2 separate regions of the Gadus morhua genome follow, and region 1 is linked to region 2. Evidence: chromatin contacts called from public Hi-C data. All regions are on one chromosome and are shown on one strand. Each heading gives the region's core, a stretch centred on a gene start, on an enhancer-like site or on the middle of the called end of the contact. The rest is flanking DNA. Distances are from core to core; before and after follow the strand shown.

Region 1 (4,966 bases), core at 1,791-4,290, 210 kb after region 2:
ATGCAGTAGCAGTTGCGCAATCTATACCTTTTACACTTAACATTTTTGCTATTATCATAGAATATAACCAACAAAGAATACAAAAAAGTTTCATTATAGTGCTATTTAGCTCAGCTGGTGATAGCCTTAACGGTCCGTTAGGTTCTCTCTTACTGACACTGAAAAGTATCCAGTAATTCATATCTGTTAAATTTAAAAAAAAGTAGTTTTAGGTCAAACATTAGTAAAACAAGCTTTTTAGTGTAAAGGGATTGATTACTTTTTTTGTCTGACTTTTTTTTCACTCCTTGATTCAATTATACGAAGCACTATAGTTGAGCTAAATGGGACCCCGTCTAGCTCAGCTAGTATGGCATTAACACTGCCATCCATGTCTAGTGGTTAGATACTCATCTGCCCATCTTTTATATCTTGTATTTATATGGAAGTAGGTTAAAAACTAAAGGCAACTTTATTTATATAAACACTTGTAAAATGATTTTTTTTGGAAGCATCATTTGGATCCTATTTGGATTATATTCTATATCGAAAATAACATCCTGGCTCTTTGTTTCTCTCTTTTTGTTGAGTGGTCTCGTTAGCTCAACTGTGCTTGTCATTAACACCACCAGGATCAGTTGTTCGGTTCCCAAGGACTTCATAACACTTAATAGCAAAAGCGTTAACGCTATGCTCAACCAGCTGTTATAGACAGCAAACATTAAAGAGGGTAATAAACACACGTATTCATCAATACAAATATGAATAAAAACAGTAATCGATAAATGAAATTCAATCTAATGTAACAAATGTAATTTGCGGATGCTGTTTAGAGTCATTAAGAAAGTTGGAATCAAACCACTGACCATGGCAGGGCTGATGCCCTACAAAATTTACTATTAGTAAAAGTAATTAAAAGAGGGAAAACACAAACAGTCCGGATGTTATTAATTTCTAACAAATAATTGAATCCCCCAAAAAAGGACTGCTAGCACTAGCAGTCACGAACGTTGTAACAGCCCACACGCACAGCCTTATCCCGCTGATTCACGATAGATGAGATAAATCTTCCGAAGCGATTTGGAACCAATCCAAATCGGGGTTTTACGGTAGGCCTACATGCCATTTCTGTGTTATTTAGTGCCCCCTTCAGGCATGTGGGGCCTCCCGCATGATCACTTTTTTTAATTGACACTGTGATGTCATCGATTGAGCTATCGACGCAAAACGTGCAACAATGTTCAGCATATAAAATAAGGCCAGTCTACAAAGTCTCAGTAATTGTCTTCTATCGGGATGGCGGGACTGCGAATTATTACGCCCCCTATCATTGACAGATGTAAAACTTTTGCGCAATCAGGGGCTAAACTTGGCGTAACCAATCCAGAATAACATTAGAAGAATCCTTACAATAACAATAGGTATCCACAGATACTCTTTGAAAGCCTAATTATGTCTAGGTAAATTACGATAACTCATATTTTATTCTATCTTAGTATCTTTCATAATTTTACCTTTGAATAGACTATTTAAAGACTAACCGACACTAGATCTTATGAAATGGATTGATGAAATTTGAACAGATGGAATCTCTCTTCCACACTCTGACTCTCTCTCTCTCTCTCTCTCTCTCTCTCTCTCTCTCTCTCTCTCTCTCTCTCTCTCTCTCTCTCTCTCTCTCTCTCTCTCTCTCTCTCTCTCTCTCTCTCTCTCTCTCTCTCTCTCTCTCTCTCTCTCTCTCTCTCTCTCTCTCTCTCTCTCCATCTCTCTCCCCTTCTCTCTTACTGTCTGTGTGGGTGGTTGGTAGGTTGCATCTGAGCGAAAACGTATGCACACACAAATACTCAAGCACAGAGGCACGAGTGCAGGAATACATTGTGTGGGTTTTGAAAGGGCATAGACCCCTGTGCATGTGTATGTCAATATTGAAAAGCAATGCAATATTTAGTATAGTTACACTACAAGCATGAGCTGAATCTTTAATAACATTGTGACCTACTTCCCGATGAGTAAAAGTCAACGTTGTCCCCATCAATGGCAGCCAGCTGCCATGGAAGGAACGTCCTGAATGTGCGCTAATGTCACTGACATGTCAGCCATTTTAATTATTCATGAATAGACTGTCTGAGACATTTATCTCTATACCCTTGGCTTTAATTGAGCTTGAAATGTCCTCTCCCCAACTTGCTCTCTTTTTGTTTTCCATTACGAGGAGGGCAAGCTGAATGTCGGATGTAGGCCCACACTGTTGATTTTGAGGATGCTTGGATCCCACTCCACACCAGAGCACCCCAAGCCACTTGTTGGCAAACTCTAGGTCAGAAGGAGGTTATTGAGAAATGGTTGGCATGTTACCATCAGGCTCAAAACACATTGATGTAAACTGTACGTACACAATGCCATGTGTAAACGTGTTTAAGGACAGAAATGTGTACTGAAGTTGAATAGATGCATGCACAATATGGATTGAACATATCTCTCTCTCTCTCTCTCTCTCTCTCTCTCTCTCTCTCTCTCTCACACACACGCACGCACGCACGCACACACGCACACGGGCGAGCGCGCGCGCACACACACACACACACACACACACACACACACACACACACACACACACACACACACACACACACACACACACACACACACACACCTAAAAACAAGCAATGCTGCGGACACTAGCCGATGCATTTTGATTAGACACAGCTGGATAGGGACCTCTTGTGGCCTTCTTTCGCACTTTATTGACACATATTTAGCCTACTTTTAGGAGATTAAGGCATTCTTTTTCAGAAGCTGTGGAATACATTGATTGCATTATCGCATAAATCAAGAGCTAAAAAACTATAATACGAAGACTTGCAAAATGATAAATAGACACACACAGGCGCCTTATTTTTATGTTCGAGGGCTTTATTGACCAATCACAAACCGCATTAAGTCTACATTTCAGCTATAGACAGTGAGACTACACAACATTAAAATGATGAGAACAAACCTCTAAAATTGTAACCAATTGAACCATAACGTGTCAGCATTGATAAACTACAATGACCAAGATGCATTGCACCTAAACAGTCATCGTGACACATCGACAACATTGAAAGCTTGCTCGCAGGATCCCATCCATTTCATAACTTTAGAGCATCCTTTTGGTTTGCGTTTTACGTGAGGGGCTTTGCCTATGTGTCTAAGCAACCGCAGTGTGTCCGTAATTGAATGACACGATTCATGCGTTAACATTTTTGGCTAGCTTATAACCTTGGCTAAAAAAACTGCTCGGCGTGCCCCAAGTAGTCGTGTGCTAAAGCTAGCTTATCTCACGTAAATAAAACGGCTAGACCTTGTGTTAAAGGTTCAGATTGCAGGGCTGCTGGTGCATGGTTGCTGAACAATATCGCCTGGTGAGTAGCGAAGTTATTATTGCATTTTCCTTCAATTGTGCCAGCGTTACGTTTGCTCGGGTGATGCTGTGCTGTGTTGACTGGCTACACTTGACAGCTAGCTAACTTGAAATTAGCTTCCTCGTTCAGGATCTAGAGTTTGCGTATGTGACTGCCGAGAAGATGTTGATGGTTTGGCTATACATATGTATGTACATGCCTTCTGATGAGCTTCCTGTAATACTGTTGAATTGTGTGACAGGCTGATGTTATAACATTAAGCTGACTTGTCTCTCGGCAGTACGTGGGAATGTTGACTGTGATCACGTGAGTTGCAACAGGGAAGTGAACAGTACTGGAAGTAAATAGTGCAGGAGAGTCCCTCGTTTAAAATACTAGTGGTTTGCCTAAGTCTATATGCAACTGGTAGCAAGATAGTCGAGTTAGACCGACTTTTGTGCTTTCTACTCTGCTCCTAAAGGACGGAGGGATGGCCCACTAACTTTGGGTAACAATCAACTATTTTGTCTGTACTAGGATGTTCATTTGAATCACTGATATTGTGTGTATATATTTATATATATATATATATATTCTTTATTTAAACGCTTATTGACCGTTCTTAATTACGTTTTTTGTCTTTCGTGCACTGGGCCGTTATCAGTAATGGGGATTGTATGTGGAGTAGAGCGATAAGGTTTCAGCAGTCTCTGCCCATTTGGCAAGGCCGACGCTGATTAATGTCATAGACCTTTGTCATGGGAAAAGGAAACACTGTATTACCTATGAGGTATATTTCTAAGGTTTGTCATTCATTTCCACTGGTTTCATGGCTGTATCCCAAATGGAATAAGGATGTAGGCTACAACGAAATTACTCATTCGAAATGCTTTCTAAACAGAGAGCGATATTGACCAAGAGACGCAGGGGGATAGGCGATACATTAAGTGAATGCACTGTTAATACTATTGGATGCTTACACTCAAAACGTTCTTTCCTCTCCATTCCAGCTTTCTTCAACATCGGGTTCCAGGATTACTTTTGTACATTTTGGTTTCATTCAAAGATGACTTTGTCATTACCCTGGTTTTGCACATACATCACGTAGATCTGGAAAGAGAGGATTAATACTGCACTAGGCCAGTGCCGCACATGGTGTGGGTGAAACTTAAGTCATGAACCTCCATCAAGTCCTCACAGGGGCAGTCAATCCAGGGGACAACTGCTTCTCCGTGGGGAGTGTCAATAATGTGCCATTCACGGTAAGAGATTGACACAGCCTTGGAGTGAACTTGCTTGCAGCCCTTTTAAAGTCGATATTGCCTGACCCATGTTTTAATACCTTAGTCGACTACAATGATCCAGTTTACTCTTTTTACTTTGATTAGTGTCTTCACTGTTAACCAAAGGTAATTGTTGATGTGTTGAAAGTGAAATGATCAAGTTGTCGACCCTAAATAAGTCACGCTCTAGGCAATGTAGATTAATGGTGATTTTTGTTACTATAAATCTTCTTTATTTTTGGGGCTGTAATTCATTTATTAATTATTATAATTGTTTTTATTTAATTGCAGATTTGCAGATTTGATGTGACTTATTGTAAT
Region 2 (5,040 bases), core at 321-2,820:
TTTGCATTTTGTCTGTTGTTTATCGTTGTTAGTATTATATGTTGAGTATTGCATCATATGTGTGTCTGTGTGTGTGTGTGTGTGTGTGTGTGAGCGTGTTTGGATTGTCATGTGTTAACAGTGTTGTGGAGTCGTGCACATCATGTCTGATTCCGAGGTGTTTCTTAGTGATCCTGCCTGTCTCTTTTCTCCGTGTGAATCTAGGCCGGCATCGCAGGGGCGCCCGCACGCGCCGTATCCGCCGTAAAGAACATGAATCTCCCCGAAATGCCCAGAAACATCAACATTGGAGACATCAGCATAAAAGTGCCAAACTTACCCTCCTTCAAATAGCGGCAGCAAGATGGCTACCCCGGCCCGCAGACGTCCACCAGTGTTTACTGTGATGCAATTTGTTTACCAAAACCTCACGTCACAAAGTTTTTATTCAACATATACGAGTATTGAAGGTACTGCGTGAAGCAAAAGATTTCCTCTATCATGTTTTTCCTTTTTAGTTTTTTTGGTTTGTCCTGTTTTAAAATGAATGTCCTCTATGTGGCTTGTTGGTTTGAGAGAGAAGATGGAAGTATTTATTGAACTGTAGTACATTCCTCTGCCCCCACCCCTCACAGGCACTCTTTAACGATCAGCTGATTTGGACCTGGAGATCTATTGAAATGTTTATTTTTGTTTGGTTACTTGTATGTCTCTGCCTGTATGAAGATCAAGGTTTTTAGTGGGAAGTGTTTTCTGGAGTATAGGGACCATCTGGTTGGTTTGGTTGTGCCAGAACATAGCAATCATTCCATTCATCGTTCACGGTGTGGAACCGAATTCAATGGCAAAGTGAAACAGTATTGTTGAAATGGTTTGTAAAATCAAAACAAACTGTGAAAGAATATTCTTATATTAAAATAATGCTGTATGATGGTCATTATTACTGTATATGCTGATATGTCTTTTCATTGTCTTATCAGTTTGCAAAATAATGAAAGTATTTCTTTAGATTTTATTCTATGCATGGCGTTTTTTTCTTTACTTTTGCAAGTAAATAAAGTATTCAATCTTTTTTGGGTCTTTGTGTCGGTTAATTTGAAGGAAAAAAATATGAATTTGCCTCAATTGGTGTTCAATTCTTATAAAACCAAACCTCATTGAAGGATATATAAAGATATTTCTTGCAAGTATTTGGCTCCGGAGAATACCGAAATCGATGATGTCATCATGAGATTGATATATTTATGCCCAGAAATGACAACCCACCATTTAGTACCCTGTTGAATAATGAATGGCATGCATTTAATAGCCGGAAATAACTTAAATCACTTTTTTCCTGGCAATTTCGAATACAATAAAGTAAAATCGTAAGATTAGGATCTGTCAATGCTGTAGTTACGTTACCATGCGCATTTACTGCGCAAACAGCGACCCCAACGTATCATAACGGCGATCACAAATGTTCCTTTTGAGTATCTCTATGAATATTCCTAACTAAGAGTTTATCATTAAGATTTAAAAAAAATTCTGAGAGACTACGATTTAGTTGTTTCTAATTCTGAACGAATAGTACATGAGAGCGCATTTCTGCGCAGTTTTGACACTCACGTGCGTTACTTGTGACAACAGGAAGAGAGAAGTGACATTTACATTGTGGCAACAAAAATTATCTACTTTTGTCGATGGTGCTTTATTAATAACAATTAAACATCATGGCGTCTATTTTCAAAGAAACGCAAAGGTATGTTATTGTTTACGCTCAAATAGGCTACTATTGATAAGTGAGCTAACAGTTACTGTATGCAGTGCAATATTACAGGGGAGCCTTGTATACATCAGTCAGAATTCCTCAAGATAGGTATTTTGTGTGCTTCATTAACACGTTATATTCTTCATGGTGTATACGTTTTTTGAGAACTAGAAAGGGCTAGATTTGAGGAACTACCGTACGTGAATGGTCTTGATTGAGGAATATTCTGGACTCTGTTATTGCCATTCAAAGTCTGATATTCCAATACATCTCGTCCCTCAGAGTTATTTGGAATTTCTTTATGGAATATGCATATCGAACGAGGGTAACGTTGCTGTTTCTTCCATCCAGCATCAAAGAGGCAGTGGCTTTCATCAATGCTATTGACGTGAACAAATTCTCAAGACTGATCTCTAGGATCATACAGAAACTTCACCTGAAGGTAAGCCTGCTGCTGCACTGTATTCATTCAAATATCAGATATTTAACTGTTAAGCACAGGTGCTATGGAAAAATAATGTATTAACACAATTGTTTCTGGATATATATTTATGCGATAGTGTTTGTTTATTTTTACTCTAACATTGACATCTGTACATCTCTCATAACAATTCTAACGGCTGCTTTCCTTTTGTTATTGAACGTAGGGAGAGCGGATACTTAGTGAAGACGAGGAGCTGAAGCTTCAAGCAGCGCTATCATTGGAAAAACCTGCTCTCACGCTAGTTCTCGAAACAGTCTCATTTATCCTGGAACAAGTATGATATGGAGCATTGTCGCTTTCTGCTTATGGTTTTGTCATGTATTTGTCAACTAATACCAGGGTTTACCATTGTGTGAAAAGTCCTATTGGTTCTGTATAAGGCTTGTGCTAGGTCCAAGCAGGAATGTTGCCACCTACTGCTCCCATAGAGGTGGGTTGAAAGCATGGGAAACAATATCGCCAAATTACTGCTGTGTAAATGCAGATAAAAATGATTGTAGCAGATCACAATATTGTACAGAAGAGAAGCCGACATCATGTCACGTCATAAAAACATACAGTATGGTACTTTAAGATGTGTGTGCACATACTAATTCTGGACCTTAAAATAAATATCAATATTGTCGTCCGATCTATATATGGCCATATATAAATCAACATACAAGATATAGGTGATAATTGTAATTACATGAATGAATAGCGTTTATTACTTTAAGGATACATTGATAATCAGGTGAGGTCATCCTTTTCATATGCTCTCTACTGTCCTGTGGTGTTTCCTTCTCAGGCGGTGTATCATAATGTGAAGCCGGCATCACTACAGCAGCAGCTGGAGGCGGTCCACGTGAGCCCGGAGAAGGCGGAGGTGTTCACCCAGACATGGGCCACCGCTGGCCCGGAGCTGGTGGATAAGCTCAGGCAGACCGTCTTCGCCCCAAAGAAGGTGATTCGATGGAGTAATAGTTGCCAGGTTGAGCTGGGTTGAGCTGGATTGAGCTGCGGTTGGTCACGTTACAACAGCGAAAAATGTGGTTCGGAATTAAGGATTAAGATTTGCCACCTTTTCAGATTTTTCATCTATCTGCATCATTTGTGGATTCAATGTTTACTGATGGCATTCAGTGAAGCACATATGAGCTTTTTCTGCTTTTATCTGTGTGTCATTCAAATGTATGCTCTCATTATTTATTTTGAAACTAGAGCCTGTAGCTAGGGGACATTATCACCGATCTGGCACTAAGCATGAATTATGCAGCTATGAGTCAAGCCCAACACTCACAGTGTTGTATTTAACTGTGCCCCCTCTCCCATGTGGTAATAGTTCAAACAAACATTGTCCACTTATTATACCGCATGTTCTCTCCCTGAATATTCTGCCTCATAAAAAGGGCACTTTGTTGACAAAAACAGCATAATGAGACAACAAAAATAACAACCCTCCATTTGCATTCGGTGATATGTCGTTGCTCTTGTCGTCGTACATCTTCGGAGAATTTTCTTCCCAGGGACTTGTGCGTAGTCTCTCCTGTCGTCCCTGACTACAGCTGCTGCGGCTCTTTGTTCTAACAGCAGGACAGCGAGGGGGTCACCGGTCTACCTGGGCTTTGGCTGCGGAGAGTAGATGCAGAATACAGCCATAACGTGTCTTCTTCAATACTTGTGTATTGAAGAACATCAGAGGGACAATAGGACGCTGCTTGGTTGCTTGTTTTTTATGTCACAATTTCTCGAAACTGGGTCTCAGGTCCCTGAGAGCAGGGAGCTATCTGTTGTCTTCGTTTTAAATAGGGCAAATAGTTGCCCTTGTGCTTAATTATATAGCGTTTTTGCCTTTCCTTTGAACTTGCTCTTACATAACGGACATTTCTTGTGATCCTTTTCGGTCTTCGCAATCCATTTGATTAAGTCTTGCTTTTCCCTTTCCCCAAAGCTCTGAAATGGCCGCAGTGTACCATGTATTCAGACCTATTCCATACTTTATTGAATTGAAAGTGCAATTAAAATGCACTTTCACACTGTCTGTGTTGAGGCAAACATGTGCAATTGTTTTTTAGCACAGCAGATTCCACAGAGGAAACACGCAACTCCTACACAGAATTCTCTTAAAATGCTGAGTCTGGGTTCTAGAGTCTATCATTCACACATGGTTTACTATTATTGCTCCACTCTGCATCGTAAAACACTTAGCCACCTCTCTTCTCCACTGCTCATGTATCACACTGCAACAACTGGCTGATGAGCTATATCTCAGTGCATCAGCCAGGTAGCCAGTCACAGACAATTCATGTGTGTGTGTGTGTGTGTGTGTGTGTGTGTGTGTGTGTGTGTGTGTGTGTGTGTGTGTGTGTGTGTGTGTGTGTGTGTGTGTGTGTGTGTGTGTGTGTGTGTGTGTGGGAGGGAGGGAGGGAGGGAGGGAGGGGGGGGGGGTGTTGGGAGAAGGAAGGAAGGACAGAGGACACACTACCAGGCTTTTGGACAGCGCAAGCATCCAATGAAATTTCAACCTCTAAGAAACCAACTACCCATGCATTTTTTGCGATGCGCAAATTTGAATGTTTGTAAATTCCAATTACAAACTCATCCTCGCTGGGTGACATTTAATATGCAAGCCTTTTAAAGTTGATTGAGAGTCATGGAAATCCGTACCGCTCAGGAAGAAAACACTGATAGAGATTGAAAACATTGTTAGATGTGTAAATCTCGGCAAACCGTTTGAGACACATTGTCAATTTGACTAAGAACACATTGTTCTCTCTAAACAGGTGTCATTTACTTCGTTGCACAAAATGTCATGATGGCTGAAGTGGATTTCCTCTGGGTTTTGTTT

Evidence for each region. A called contact is a pair of places that touch in the nucleus more often than the background predicts.
Region 1: a contact with region 2 is called in a Hi-C map of blood, with 10 times the contacts expected there. The contact joins the promoter of dmxl1 here to the promoter of commd10 in region 2. A contact is called at or near these places in 4 of 6 Hi-C or Micro-C datasets (blood, gill, gonad and 1 more).

Annotation. Positions count from the first base shown.
Region 1 is chr6:15,196,538-15,201,503 of gadMor3.0, forward strand. dmxl1 (Dmx like 1) reads left to right here and starts at 3,041. Exons shown (of 52, transcript XM_030359847.1): 1 at 3,041-3,383; 2 at 4,373-4,624. The coding sequence starts at 4,538.
Region 2 is chr6:14,989,669-14,994,708 of gadMor3.0, forward strand. commd10 (COMM domain containing 10) reads left to right here and starts at 1,571. Exons shown (of 7, transcript XM_030359867.1): 1 at 1,571-1,720; 2 at 2,081-2,171; 3 at 2,377-2,487; 4 at 3,001-3,156. The coding sequence starts at 1,692. ap3s1 (adaptor related protein complex 3 subunit sigma 1) reads left to right here. Exons shown (of 7, transcript XM_030359147.1): 7 at 205-927. The coding sequence ends at 386.